2 separate regions of the Capra hircus genome follow, and region 1 is linked to region 2. A link is a contact called in public Hi-C data. All regions are on one chromosome and are shown on one strand. The core of a region is the stretch at or near the end of the contact, and the rest is flanking DNA. Distances in the headings are between cores, read along the strand shown.

Evidence for each region. A called contact is a pair of places that touch in the nucleus more often than the background predicts.
Region 1: a Hi-C map of blood shows a contact between it and region 2, with 4 times the contacts expected there. The contact joins the promoter of EIF1B here to the enhancer-like site in region 2. A contact is called at or near these places in 4 of 5 Hi-C or Micro-C datasets (blood and liver).

Annotation. Positions count from the first base shown.
Region 1 is chr22:13,028,878-13,031,865 of ARS1.2, reverse strand. It overlaps EIF1B (eukaryotic translation initiation factor 1b), which reads right to left and starts at 1,365. Exons shown (of 4, transcript XM_018038429.1): 1 at 1,054-1,365; 2 at 1-118. The coding sequence starts at 1,084.
Region 2 is chr22:12,952,140-12,954,956 of ARS1.2, reverse strand. It overlaps MYRIP (rab effector MyRIP), which reads right to left. Exons shown (of 16, transcript XM_018038375.1): 9 at 916-1,544. Among named protein-coding and RNA genes, the nearest start is that of EIF1B, 77 kb to the left of the region's middle. Within about 2 kb of position 1,311, at least 1 of the 5 cell types and tissues checked has an H3K27ac peak or open chromatin away from gene starts, as enhancers often do.

The DNA of each region.
Region 1 (2,988 bases), core at 116-2,615, 77 kb before region 2:
ATGCCCTGAACAGTAGTCAGCGTCTTCCTGCCGTTCCGTTGCTGGATTCTTATATGAATGTAATCCTCAGTCCCTGCCGGGAGTAAGTCGTCACCCTTAGTTGCATCAGCAAAGGGGTCTGCAAAGGGAATACAGAAAAATCCAAAGCAGGAAAATATCTTTTAGTTAGTAATTTCCAGATACATGGTTCGCTACAATCTAGACACTCAGCAAAGAAGGTTCTAGTGCCTCTGCTTTTTTTCTGCAGGTGGGGATGCGGGGCGGGCGGGGGGAGGGGGCAGTCATAAGCGTAGGTCATTGATGAAACCGCTAAGGTACTCTCACAAAATGAGGTTTTTAAACAGGTATGCCCACCAATACCGGAAGAGAAAAACGCTTACAGGTGGATAATGTTATCGTTGAACATAATCCTGAGATTTTAAGACCTTAATTTTATAGCCACTATAAAAAATGTGCGTCATCTCGATTACATTCTGATGACAACAGAAAGATTCACAGATACCTCCTAGTCATTTAACAGTAACTCTGCCTGGGAAAAAGATGCACGTATCTCAATCAAGAGTGCTACACGGAGAGAACTGGACCACTACCCTGTAACAGATCAGAGGCCTGATCGGCCGCGTCTTCTACTAAATGCCCCCGAGAGCCGCTCACACAACAGCCCCGACCGCTAATGGACGCCGACACCCCGGCCCGGGCCGGCGTCCCCCTGGCCAGCAGCAGGGCAGGTCTGGGGGCGGCACAGGGTCGCAGAGGTGGCAGGAGGCAGAAGCGAGGCGCAGGCCGGTCCGGGAGCGGGCAGCGGGCGGCACAGGGTCCGCGGCCGGGGCTCCGGGGGCCGTCTTCAGGGAGGGGGTCGCCCGGGGCCCAGTCGCCATCTTCTGGGCGCCGAGACAAAGCCCCACTCGGGGTGCGGGGAGGGCGACCGGGGGCCCTGCGAGGCGGGGAGCAGGGGAGCGGCCCCGCCGGGGGCGGGCAGCGGCGGCTGGACAGCCGAGAGGCGCGCGGAGGACGCGGCGGGCGGGAGGAGGCGGCGGGGCGACCCGCTCTTACCGAAAGATTGGAGGTTCTGGATAGTGGACATGCGATACTAGTGTGAGGCCGGTGTGGGGATAAAATTCCTGCGGGGCCCGCCCGGATCACCGTGTCAGGAGGCTGTAGTGGCGAAAAAACGGAAATAAATACGGAGACGCTTGGCCCCGGGGCTGGGATGCGGCTTGAGCGGCGGCGGCGGCGGCGGAAGCCGGGAGGAGGCAGGAAGAGGCGAAGGAGGAGGCGGAGGAAGAGGCGGCGGCAACGGATGCGAAGACGCGAAAGAAGAGGCGGCGCTGCAGCTTCTCCCACAAAATGGCCGACGGAGACTATTTAGCCGCGCCCGCCGCCCCTCCCACGTGACCCGCCCGCGCCGAGCACTCTGGGACTTGTAGTTTTCTCGAGGCAAGACAGTCCGGAAAGCCTGGAAGGGGTGGGCTTCCGGGACCTCAATTCCCAGCAGGGTGTGCGCCCCCCAGCACCGGGTGGCTTGGGCAGGGAAGGGTTTAGCGAGCTGCCGATCTGTCTGGCTAGAACCCTCGTTGTCTAGAGCTGTCCTCTCCGCTCTCTCGCACACTCTCCCTTGACTCGTCTTTTCTAGCCGTAGGGTGGCAGCCCGGAGGGGTCGGTGCTGGCGGGGCCAGGGGAGGGGAGGCGGATAATCTCCCATCAGTCACCCTCGAGGCCCTGGGTAATCTAAGTAAAATCGGGGTACAGGAGCAGAACAAGGCCCGAAGTCCCGGCTTTCGTGCCTCATCACCTCCCTTCCCCATCTCCTGCCCCGTCCGGTTGTAGGAACCCTGTTAGTTCCTACTAAGGGTCGAGGTGGGGACCTCCTACCCAGGATTGTTCTGTCCTCCGAGTGTCTACCACGGTGGTTCTCAAACTCTAGCGTACATCTCCCCCAGGGCTTAAAATACAGACTGATAGACACCCCGCAGCTTCAGTTTTAGGACGTCTGGGGAGTGACCCGAGAATTTGCGTATCTTACAAGCTGCCAGGATACGCTAATTCTACTGATCTGGAACCGCGCTTCGAAACCACTGCCCAGCTTCATTGAAGGCCTGGCATCCAGTGGGAGTCACATATATTCCCCAAGTCGACCGAATGCACCAGAAAATCAACCTGTCAGCTTAACACAGAACCTTGAACACGAAGGTTAATTGACAGAGTCAGACACCAGAACAGTAATATCTTCCTATCAAGCTATAAACAGAAAACAAACCTGAGACTATGGGAATGGGCTCACCCAGTCAGGTGCTCGATTGTAAAACTTGGTTGGCCTTCTGGAAGCAAAGAGATAGACTGAAAGTCAGGGATTCTTAACTTTGTTTTGTGCCGTGGCAGTCTTGTGAAACCTATGGACCCATTCTCAGAATAATCCTTTTAAGTGCGTGAAATAAAAAATGTTGGATTACAAAGGAAACAGTGTATTGAAATTAAAACCAATAGATTGATAACATAGTATTGCTTCTTTACTAATGCCTTAATTGAGAAGATCTAGCAGCAGATCTCACAAAGGCTGGAATTTCGAAAAGGTGACAAATATTTTGAGATGTCTGTAAGCATCAGAAATGTAATATGAAAATAGTGACTTCTGCTAGTGCAAAGTTACAGATCCTTCAGATACTACGTTGATGTTGCCAGCATTCATAATGAAACAAAGGCTAACTTTTGTTAAGAGATTAGTGAAAATGTAGGTGGAGTCTTATTTTCCCTCTAGTTTTAGGAATCTACTCTCCACAGTTTTAGCTGTGGATGGACAATCCGCAGACCCCAGTTTAGGAACCTGGATTTAATAATCTTTTGTGGTTAACTATGATAATAGTAAGTGGATAGTTTACTATTATAAAAAATAATAGTAAGTGGATAATTTATTGAGTACATACTGTTTCCCTCTTGTAAGGTTTATACACAGTTTATTAATCTTCATAGCCATTCTATGAAATAGTTGCT
Region 2 (2,817 bases), core at 62-2,561:
CACCATGGATGGCCAGGGAGAGATGAGGGCAAGGTCACAGCATGATCTTAGACCCAGAGCTGGGGATGCGCGGGGTGTTTCCAGAGAATAGCAAGTTAATCTGGATGCGGGTCCACGAACTGCCTGACACTGTAAGTAAAAAAAGAGAGAGAGAGAGAGTGTGTGCATAGAGGAGCGTTTTTCTAGAGAGAGACTCTGTAGCTTTAATCAGATTCTCTAAGGGGGTTCATGAGCTAAACCATGAGGGAGGAGGCACTGAGGACTCTCGAGATGGCTTATGATGGGAACCAAGAATCACAGAATGTTAGTAAACTGTGCCCTCAGTTACGCGATCGGAACAACACTGACTGTGCCCTTGTTTGTGTTCTAGGAGAGAGCTCAGCTCTTTACAAACGTATCCACTCATCACAGCCATTCTCTGAAGTGGGTTCTAATATCCCCATTTGACAGATGAGGAAACTGAGACCGAAGAAGATGCCTTGTCCAAAGTCACACGGCTGGATTTGAACGCAGGCAGGCTGATTCTAGATCCCATCCCCTTAACTCCATGCCAGGGGCCCTCAGACTTTAACACACAGCAGAATCACCAAGACAGTTTGGGCTCCATCCCCAGAATGTTGGATTCAGCAGCTCTGGGGCAGGGCCCAAGGATGTGCATTTCTAATAAGTTCCTAGGTGCTATGGTTGCGGCTGGTCTGGGGGCCACACTTTGCAAGCCCACTTTGAACTCTAAGCTCTCATCTCCAGAGAGGAGGGTATGCCTCCAAGAGTTGTGACCTGTGTCAGTGGCAAAACCAAGATAAGAACCTGGGTCTGTGGATTCAGAATCCAGGACTCTCCATGCCACTCTTGCTTGGAGAGGGGCACAGCATACTTAAAAATGAGTGGGTGCTTATGTGCACCCTGCTTTGTTACCTGATGTGTGTCCAGCTCCAGAGGGTGGCCACTGGGGGAAGGCAATTCCTTGCTTAGCTCCTCGGAGCCCCCCCGGGCCCTCCTCCACCTTCTGGCCCTCCGATCTGCAGCGTGGGGGGCCTCCTCAGGCTCGCTGCTGTCTGAGGTCTCCCTGCCAGCTGCCTGAAGGTTGAAGTTCACATCCAGCTCTCCCTGTAGGCGCATCTTCTCGGCTGCGGGGTTCCGGGGGGCCTTCCTCTGCAACCAGGACAGCCTGGCCCGGTGCCCAGCTTCCCGGGATGAGCCCACCGAGGAGGTCTCCGAGTCAGACCACATAGCCTCGGGGTTAGGCGAGGGCCCAGAGGAGGCAGAGGGGCCTTGGTCTGAGCCCGGAGCCTGTGCGGGCTGAGTCTGGGGTTCCCCGGGCAGAGCCCGGGGCTGCAGGCACAGCGTGCTCAAGGCCTCCCTCCAGTCAAAGTCCTCCTCGCTGTCAGAGCCCAGATCATCGTAGGCGGATGCCACGCTGGAGGCCGCCTCCAGGGCCTGAAACGTGCCGCTCTTAGGTTTGGGCAGCAGGCGGGTTGGGGGCAGAGCCCCATCCTTCAGGGCCATCCAGTTCCCATCAGGGCTCTGCAGAACTGGGGCCACAGCTGCGGGCAGGAGGGAGAGAAAAGCCAGAGAAGGACTGTCAGCACCTCAGAGCCAGGGGCCCCTCAAACAGCCCTCCTCCTCTGCGCCCCTCTTCCTGGAGCTCTTTCTGGTCTCCCCACCCAGAGTGGGCTCCTCCTTCCCTGAGTTGCTGTGACAGCCTTTCTGGTTCACTCCAGTATCCATCCTGGCTGACCACGCACAGGGCTCCTCCCTGGTGACAGGGGCCCTGTGGCAGGGGCTGGGTCTCAGTCATCCTGCACTGTCCCAAAGTCAGCTCGTGCGGAGGAAAGAGCAGAGGCTGGGAAGGCTGTAGGGATGCTGTGGGCTGAGTAAACCCGTCTCCAACTCACACTGAGAAACTCAAGAGCAGGGGCTGCCCTCGGATCTTTATTTCCCCACACTGAGCACACGTGGTGTGTATACGGCAGGTGCTCAGTCAAGGTCTGGGAAGTGAGAATGTGTCTGGGGGGATATGAATTTGTCGAAGGCACTGTCAAGTCTGAAGACTGAAGGTGGGTTTACTTAGCATCCCTACAGTTGACCTCAGCCGTGGACCAACAGGCTCCAGAGCCGGCCCTTTCCCTGAGGCATAAACAGAACCTCTGAAAATACTCCAGGGACATTAACCTTCTGGGATGACCTCTGTGCCTCCTCTGTGGTACATTTCTGCTCTGCTGGGATGGAGCAGTGCCCCCAAGGAGTAATCTGCTTCCTGCGAAACAGATCAGACATCTTTGAAGACCTCTGGGGTTAGTCTGGACAGCTTAGCATGTCAAGGGCCGAGTGGTCCTCAGAAAAACCAGCAGTTTTCTACGCAAGTGCTTTCTGCTCTTTAAGTCTTCATCCTGAGAGGTGCATGGCGTTTTGAGCTGCGGGTGAAATCTTTTTTTGCGTGTGGTGTTGTTGAGCTAAATTTTGTGTTTTAATGCAATGATAAACTTACACATAGGTGCCTTAGTTTAGAGAAATTTATGCACAAAACATGTTTTGAAAACCAAGATCCTTTACAAATTTATTTGGAATGCTCATAAGCCAGCAGGAACTGTTTTGCGAAATGGACTGTCTGCTAGAAGTGCTTATGAAACCTCCTAAGTTTGTCAGTTTCTTAGTCTAAATTTTGAAATGCTCTTTCTTTGTTGTTTGTTTGCTGTGGAGACACTTGTTAGCATGAGTAATTGAAGAGTCCTGACGCTTGGGCCTGGGGGCCATATTAGCTGTGGTATCTTGGACGCTGAAATGAATGCTAGGTTGGATTGGTGTCCCTGGGAAAGT